Linked DNA regions of Sus scrofa: region 2 is linked to region 1. The links are chromatin contacts, called in public promoter capture Hi-C maps. All regions are on one chromosome and are shown on one strand. The core of a region is the stretch at or near the end of the contact, and the rest is flanking DNA. Distances in the headings are between cores, read along the strand shown. Region 1 holds the start of PRR14L (protein PRR14L). Region 2 holds the start of BCR (breakpoint cluster region protein).

Region 1 (4,394 bases), core at 526-3,025:
CCCTGTTCTTCCCTTTATTAGCATGCAGGGAAAGGATCCCTCTGTCTCCACATGGGGAGTGAAACAGTGAAAATGCTCCTGACTTCTACTGACAAAGACTGCATAAAAGATTTTCATTCCTTTTTCAAAAGAAGGGGAGAAAAGAAACCATCTGTGCCACTCTAAATATACAGCAGGAAAGAGTCCTCCCCTCAAAGGTATAGAGTCTTATTTTTCCTGGGAAAGCAAGAGAAAGTAGTTGGAAGATGAGTCTTTGGAAGAGGGGGCCGTGCAGATGAGATAGAAGGAAGCTATTTTGTTGCTAGAACAAGTAGGGAGACAGAGAGGGCATCTCCGACCAGTAGCGAAGAATGGTAGTTTCTGTGGACAAAGGAAAGGCTGGCTTCTGGTAACAGATCTCCCTCTAGGAGTACAGACCTGCTTCCAAAAACATTCTCCTCTCCCCACCGCCACCGCCATTATTCTAATTGAGACCTTCTTTGTTAATTTGGGAAATAAGGTAGGTAAGAGAGAAGGAGTGCCTCTTTCTCTGCCCCAGGTGAAAAGCCTTCTCTCTTGAGAGAAAGTGATGGCGGGGGGCGAGGGGAGGGGAATAGAAGGAGCCTGCATGGAAAAATGTTTCTCTGTGGAAGATACTAGTTACCTTTTTTAAAAAACAAATAAGTAACAGTAATAGCAACAATGTGCCAAAAAGTTACAACGTACTAAGCACACTCACACAAAATTTCCTTTAGCCATTAGGACAATTCTCGGAAAAGAGTACCCAAATTAGAGATGGGGTGACTGAGAAAAGGTGAAGCAATTAGTCAAGGTCACAAAGATGGGAACTGGGAGACACAGGCTGGCATCCATCACACTCCAAACGCAGGGCTCTTCATTGTGCAAGGGAAGAGAGCTCAAGACACACCAAGAGACTCGGGAGCAGAGAAGCGAGGCTCCCTCTGTGGATGGGACTGGGGGAGGGGAGAAAGGCTGACTTCCACCACCACAAAGTAAATTCAGGGTCGTCTTCTCTGTATCTCGGGGTAAAGGCGAAAAATAAGGAGGAAAGGTAGGTCACCCTCTTACAGGGGGTAAAAAAAAAAACCTTCTGTCACTTTTAGGCAAGTTGAGTCTCCTCACCTGGGAGTCGCTGACCAAAAGAGAGATCCCCACCCCACCCCCCTAAAATAAGTTAGGAATCGCCCTCTCGCACACGGGAGCGGATCCCCCTTTGCTGACAAGCGCACTGGAGCAGGAGAAGCACGTTTGCCCACGACAAGGGGCGTCGCCCTCCCGGAGGAGAGAAGTTGGGGGGTCCCTCGCCATATCGAGGTCGAACAGGAGTCTCTCATTCCCCGCGGAGCCATGACTCAGAGAAGCCGTTTTCCTCTCGCAACGCGGGGCCCGGTCTCCTCCCTCTCCCCGGGTCGCTCCGCGTCCTCAGCACAGCTGCGTTCCCTTCAGCGCCCTGAGAAGGCGGGGGGCCCGGGCTCCCTTCAGCCTGCACCGCCCGGCGGAGGGTCGACTCAAGCTGGAGTGGGGCGGGGCGGATATGCCCGAAGCCTTCGCTTCCCCAGCTTCTTACCCTGAGGCCTGCTCCGCGGCCCGCGCTCGCCCCGCCAGCCCAGCCTCTGCAGCCGCAGCCCCGACGCCTCCAAGTCTAACTGAGCCTGCGGAGCCCCGCGAGCCCGGAGGCGCTCCGGCCGCCGCCGCCTCTTCGTCTCTATGGTCCCCCCGCACTTCCTCATCCGGGCCCGGGCCAGCCATGCGGGCTCGCCCAAGTCCCGCCTTCGCACCGCGCGCGCGCGGGCGCGCACTCCTAAGGACGGCTCTTCCTGCGTGGGACCTCCCTCCCTCTGTTAGCTTGTGCCGCCCTCTGCCCCGCCCCTGAGGCCTGGACTGTTAAAGGGAAACACACCTTTTAACTCTGCTCCTGCTGAGCTCAGGGTCAGCGTCTGATTCCACTGTTACCGCCGTGATCCAGTCCCTTTTTCCGGCCCGAATGACTGCAACTCCAGGGCCCTCCCGGCTTCTCCCTTGGCATCCCAAGAGATCATTTTATACTTGGAATCAGTGTTTCAGATCATGCCATTCCCCTACTCCATCTCCTTTAGAGCGTCTTGTTTCGATTTCTTCATAGCTTTAACACAAGCTGAAGCTGCCAGTTCATCTATTTATTGACTCTATTATCTGTCCCTCGCGCCTTAGTTTTGTTCATCAACCTATGCTCAGCACCTAATGCAGTGTCTTGCACAAGCAGACACTCAACAGATATTTGAAGGAAGGAAAAGACTGTTTATTCAAGAGGAAATTGAAAACGTCCAGAGCATACAATTAACTCGCCCCAAGACACAGAACCTTTTGTTAAGCAGAAATCAGTTGCTTCTTGGAGTTATTAACCTGTCTGATTAGAGAGCTAGAGGTTTGCAAGAGGCAATAATTCTACCCCCCCCTTTTTTTTTGCGTTTTAGGGCCACAGCCTTGGCATATGGGGGTTCCCAGGCTAGGGGTCGAATCGGAACTACAGCTGCCTGGCCTATACCACAGCCTCAGCAACGCAGTATCCGAGCCGCTTCATCAGCCCACACTACAGCTCATGGCAACGCCAGATGCTTAACCCATTAGGCAAGGCCAGGGATCGAACCCTCAACCTTATGGTTCCTAGTCGGATTCGTTTCCACTGCACTATGACGGGAACTCCAATCCTCTCTTCTCTGGTCAAAGTGTCTTTGAACCAGTCAACACTTGTATCATTTTATCTGCCATAGTGGCTTTCCAAGCTTTAGTTAGGGCTTGGGGACATACAAAACCAAGTGCCAACGGTATTGTTTACAGGCTGAATCCATATTTCCAGAATATAGGCTACTATAGATGCTGTTAGGATGAACTAACTAGAAGTTCACTTTAAAATATTTCTACGTTTACAGTATCCAAGTCCTCAAGTTCTTTCTCAGGCAACTACATGCCTACAAAAGAGGACCTGATGGAGTTCCCATCGTTGCTCAGCAGAAACAATTCTGACTAGTATCCATGAGGATACAGCTTCCATCCCTGGCCTCACTCAGCGGGTTAAGCATCTGGCATTGCCATGAGCTGTGGTATAGGTCAAAGACATGGCTCAGATCTGGTGCCGCTGTGGCATAGGCCAACGACTCCAGCTCCCATTCAACCCCTAGCCTGGGAACCTCCATATGTTGAGGGTGCATCCCTGAAAAAGACAAAAAAAAAAAAAAAGAGGATCAGAGAAACCCATTATTACTGGTTTGTCTTTTGCCTTAGGCTCTAATATGGCTGCACAGCACCATTACTGATCTTGTCTTTATTTTAAAAAACGTGGATTTTTGTATTAATTCTTATTTTTTAATCAAATTATTGTTTATCTTGCTGAGTTTTCTGGCATCCCATTAACTTTTTGTGCCTTTAGTAAGGCAAGTGCCTTCATTAGCCTCACCTACCTCACCATAGCCTCAGCCTTGTTTCTAGCTCTGTATTAAGCACAAAGGGATCCCAAAGAAGCACCATCTATATCATTCAATGCTTTAAAAGTTGGGGAGAGCCAGTTCCCTGATAAAATCCATGCTTTTGGTTATATTTATATGGCGCTCTAATTTTTTGTTTTTAATTTCAAAGATCTAATGTAACATGTCCTTCACCTCATTTGGCCCTCAAATACCTTGGGGAGGATGAAAACAACCACTTTGTATTCCGACCTGAGAGGGGAGAAATTTAAGGAAAAAAGAAATATCTTGTGCAAAGCCACGCAGCTAAAAACAAATAATCCCATAAGTTATTGCAGAATAAAGGCCACTGGATCCCTAGTCTGGGTAGCTATCCCTTCCAGCCATCACTAACTTTGACCAGCTTTAGACAATTTTTTAAAATCTCAGTACTTGTCAGGACTCCCGTCATGGTTCAGTGGTTAACAAACACGACTAGAATCTGTGAGGACACAGGTTCAATCCCTGGCCTTGCTCAGTGGGTTAAAGATCTGGCGTTGCTGTGAACTGTGGTGTAGGTCACGGACGCAGCTCAGATCCTGAGTTGCTGTGGCTCTGGCAAAGGCCAGCGGCTACAGCTCCGATTGAACCCCTAGCCTAGGAACCTCCATATGCCATGGCCTTAAAAAGACCAAAAAACCCCAAGAAAACCTTGTTAAGGTTTTTTGTTTTGTTTTGTTTTGACAAATTTTTGCCAAAACTGAAATATTTGTTAACTATGAACATCCTTCAGGAGAAGGAATCAGATTCCCCTAAGGGCCAGGGACAGAGTCCCATTAACTCTGTGTGGGATGGAAGGAGTGCCCAACAGCCTCAGAGAAGACAGCCTGGGGGATCTGGGTGAACTAGCAACATAAAAATGTCTTTTATACTTAACATTTTATCCCTGAAAACTTTTGCAACTGTTGCAGTCTA
Region 2 (4,299 bases), core at 1,035-3,534, 790 kb after region 1:
GGGAAACTCCATATGCTGCAAGTGTGGCCCTAAAAAGCAAAAAAACAAAACAAAACAAAAACAAAAAACAAAAAAACCTCCTCTTCAGGAAAGGAACAGAGAAACCCAGGGTGGGAGTGCTTTCAGGGACAGCTCTGAGGATGAGAGGAATGACCTTGGAGCCAGAAGAAACTGTCCCATGGGGAGATAGCCACTATCTTACTGTGTCCTTCTGCCTAACAAGGCACTTGCTCTGCTGAAGAGAGTTTGCAAACTCAACCCAACAGTGTCAGAGTTCCTGATGTGAGCTTGTTGTGCGTACACTATTTAAGGTGGGCTGAGACAGAGCCTGCAAATCAGAGAAGGGACAGCTCACTGATAGAGGAAGGCCCCCCTCCCCACAAAGTATCCTTTTTTCCCTAGGTGCTTAATGATAATGTCCCTGATGAGCCCACAATTACCCCTGGAAACTGAAGGACCCTGTCAACAAGGGAAAAAAAGCAGTTTGTGCTTTGGGATTCTCCCTGCTGATGGCCAGGGAATGGGGTCCCAGAGTCCTGGGTTCTAGTCTGCCAGTAAGGTAGCTGATACCAATGGTGAGCTGCTGTGTGTTATGCCTTGTGAGGTCAGGGTTTTTTTACAGCTGTTTTAAAGAAATGGTCCTCAGAATATGGACACTGCTGGGATTCCAGCCTGGCTTTGCTGGCCCCAGAGTCAGGGCATCAGCTCCCATTTCCTCCCCTGCAGAAATGCTTTACAAGGGCCTTGTCAGCCTTGCAGAGGAGTGGGGGTGGGGGGGGGGGTACAGCAGGAGAGTGGAGAGCCTGCAGGGGGCTGCTGTGAGCTGAGCCTAGGGTTGTCAGCAAGTCCTGCCCCAGGGCTTTTCCTGCCACTCTCCCAGGGCATCAACATTAAAGAGCCATGAAAGGAACAGAGAGTGTTATCTGTTTGTCCCATCTGGCTGCTTTACATGCAGTGCTTATGACATGTAAGAGGGGCCCTCTCTTACATATGAGGACAGAACTTCAGCTCAGAGAGGGAAAGGGAATTGCCAAGGTCACAAAGCCTGGAGTGGGAGAGAGCTGAATCCCAGCCAGGCTGGCCTGGCTGCTGGCCCTGGGCTCTGTTCCTCTAGATTAGATGTCAGGGCATCCGTTCTGGGTGGCACTGAAACCTGGGGGAGGGTAAGATAACCTCTCACATCCATGCAGTGACAATAGTCCCCCACGGACTCCAACAGGGGGCTCCTGGCAACGCCCAGGAAACAGAGACGTGGGGTGGGAGGAGGGGCAGGACTCAAGCCTGGTTCTCTGGTTGACAAATCAAATCCTATTTCCTTTTCCCCTCACCCTGCCAGCTGATAGGGGTATTTTCATTTTGCACCCCCCAAATTCCCTCCAGTGACCCTTCTTGCTTTGTGTCTAGGATCGCTGGGCTTCCCTGGGGGATGAGAAAAGATTTTGTTTCACTACCCACTTGGGGTATCCTATCTTTCGCCCAGCCCCTTTCGACCCCCTTAGAGGCAGATTACACAGATAAATTCTAAGTCAGGCATCCCTGGGAGGAACTCCCAGCTTAGGCCCGCAGGAAGGGAGACCTGGGTGTTAGGTGGCCTCAGGGAGAAATCCCTATTGATTATCTCTGTGACAATCCTGTGTGGCAGATGTTGCTTCATCAACCAACCCGTTGGCACCGCTGGCTCCGCACTGGGCAGGGCCCCGCTGGGGGCGCGCTCAGCCCTGACGCCAGCGAGGGGTCGGCGGGCTGGGTAGCAATGAAGACCCGGGATTCCTGTCCCAGGAAGGCAGAACTCGCTGTCCAGGCCTCAGTTTCCCCAAGCGCGGGAACGCCGGCAGTGCCGCAACTGGGTGGGGGAGCGGCCCCTTTAAGAGGCCCTCCCGCTCCGTCCGCCGCGCCGCGGCCACCGCCCCCCGGCCCTCCCCTTCCTGCGGCGGCGAGTGCGGGCCGGGCGCGAGTGCGGCGAGAGCCGGCGGGCAGAGCGCAACGCGGGGAGGGGGTGGCCGGGCGCGGCGCGGGAACCCGAGGAGCAGCGCGCGAGCAGCGGCCATGGGCTAGCGGCCCCGGCGGAGCGGAGGCAGTGCCCGCCCCGCGCGCTGGGAGCCCCGCACACAATAGCAGCGCGCGCAGCCCCGCGCCCTTCCCCCGCCCCGCGCGCGCGCGCGCCGCGCCCGCCCCGCGCCCCGCCCCACGCCGGGGGAGCCGGGCCGCAGCTTCACCTGCCGCCCCGGAGGGGGCGGGCATTGTTCACCCCCCGCTGCTGCCGCCGCCCCGCCGGGGGAATGGGGGCCACCCGGCTCTCCGGGCCGGGCCTGGCGAGGCCGCCGCGTCGCCGCTAAGCCGGGCCCCGCGCGCAGCCGGCTAGCGCAGGTGAGGCCGGCAGCGCCATGGTGGACCCGGTGGGCTTCGCCGAGGCGTGGAAGGCGCAGTTCCCGGACTCGGAGCCGCCGCGCATGGAGCTGCGCTCAGTGGGAGACATCGAGCAGGAGCTGGAGCGCTGCAAGGCCTCCATCCGGCGCCTGGAGCAGGAGGTGAACCAGGAGCGCTTCCGCATGATCTACCTGCAGACGCTGTTGGCCAAGGAGAAGAAGAGCTATGACCGACAGCGCTGGGGCTTCCGGCGCGCCGCGCAGCCCCCCGACGGCGCCGCGGAGCCCCGCGCGCCGCGCCTCCCGCCTGCGCCCGCCGACGGCGCCGACCCTCCTCCAGTGGATGAGCCCGAGGCGCGGCCCGACGGGGAGGGCTCCCCGGGCAAGGCCAGGCCGGCGGCTACGCGCAGGCCTGGGGCCGCCGCTCCCGCGGACCGCGACGACCGCGGGCCCCCCACCAGCGTGGCGGCGCTGCGCTCCAACTTCGAGAGGATCCGCAAGGGCCCCAGCCAGCCTACTGCGGCAGACACCGAGAAACCCTTCTACGTGAACGTCGAGTTCCACCACGAGCGCGGCCTGGTGAAGGTCAACGACAAAGACGTGTCGGACCATATCAGCTCCCTGGGCAGCCAGGCCATGCAAATGGAGCGCAAGAAGTCCCAGCAGAGCGCCGGGTCCGGCCCAGTGGACGTGTCCAGGCCCTCCTACCGTGGACGCACCTCTGAGAGCGGTTGCGGCCTCGATGGCGACTACGAGGACGCTGAGTTGAACCCACGCTTCCTAAAGGACAACCTGATCAATGCCAATGGCGGCGGCAGGCCCCCCTGGCCGCCCCTGGAGTACCAGCCCTACCAGAGCATCTACGTCGGGGGCATGATGGTGGAAGGGGAGGGCAAGGGCCCGCTCCAGCGCAGCCAGAGCACCTCGGAGCAGGAGAAGCGCCTTACCTGGCCCCGCAGATCCTACTCCCCTCGGAGCTTTGAGGACAGCGGAGGCGGCTACACCCCAGACTGCAGCTCCAACGAGAACCTTACCTCCAGCGAGGAGGACTTCTCCTCCGGCCAGTCCAGCCGCGTGTCCCCGAGCCCCACCACCTACCGCATGTTCCGGGACAAGAGCCGCTCGCCCTCGCAGAACTCTCAACAATCCTTTGACAGCAGCAGCCCCCCTACGCCCCAGTGCCAGAAGCGGCACCGGCAGGGCCAGGTGGTTGTGTCGGAGGCCACCATTGTAGGTGTCCGCAAGACGGGACAGATCTGGCCCAGCGATGGGGACAACTTGTCCGGCAGGCTGCCTCAGGACAGCGCCTTCCACGGAGACGCAGGTGGGTACCTCCACCACCTTGGTGGACACACCTGCCCCTGGCTGGAAATCATTGAGTGCTTGGGAATCCGGGGAGGAACAGGTAGATACTTGGGGGAGTGATTTTCAGATGCTGTTGTGGACTGGAAGCATTCACACTGATCCTGTGCCTGAACAAACTCCATCCCACCCTCTTCCTGATTGCAGATTCCCAGTGTGGGAGGAGTGGTGCTGGGGATGGTAGATGGCTCCTGTCTTTGGTTCTGGAGCCCTGTGCTTCTCACGACCATACTCTCTGTGGGTCAGGACCAGGATGCTCTGGGCCGTCACCTCCTTGTCCTCTGATCCCACCACTGGCGCACAGAGATGGTATACAGAGAGGGTCACCTCTGCCGCCTGGATGGATGCTTTTAGCTGGGATTGAGCTGTGTCTTGGGCAGTCCCTGCCACCTGTCCTGGGAGAGTTAGTTATGTGACACGTTTGGGGAACCAAAGATGTTCCAGTTGCTCCCAGGCCATAGGAGTGTCGGTTCGCAGCTCCTGCACAAGTCAGTGCAGGTGAAAATATGCATTAGGAGGAAGTGAGGCGACAGGCAGTTCTGACTCAGTGGGCCACTGAGGATCCACGGGG

Evidence for each region. Promoter capture Hi-C pulls out the DNA fragments that hold promoters and counts their contacts.
Region 2: a promoter capture Hi-C map of liver shows a contact between it and region 1, with 3 times the contacts expected there. The contact joins the promoter of BCR here to the promoter of PRR14L in region 1. A contact is called at or near these places in 1 of 5 promoter capture datasets (liver) and 1 of 47 Hi-C or Micro-C datasets (liver).

The regions. Positions count from the first base shown.
Region 1 is chr14:48,416,465-48,420,858 of Sscrofa11.1, forward strand. It overlaps PRR14L (protein PRR14L), which reads right to left and starts at 1,776. Exons shown (of 8, transcript XM_021073914.1): 1 at 1,568-1,776.
Region 2 is chr14:49,206,378-49,210,676 of Sscrofa11.1, forward strand. It overlaps BCR (breakpoint cluster region protein), which reads left to right and starts at 2,285. Exons shown (of 23, transcript XM_021074056.1): 1 at 2,285-3,690. The coding sequence starts at 2,385.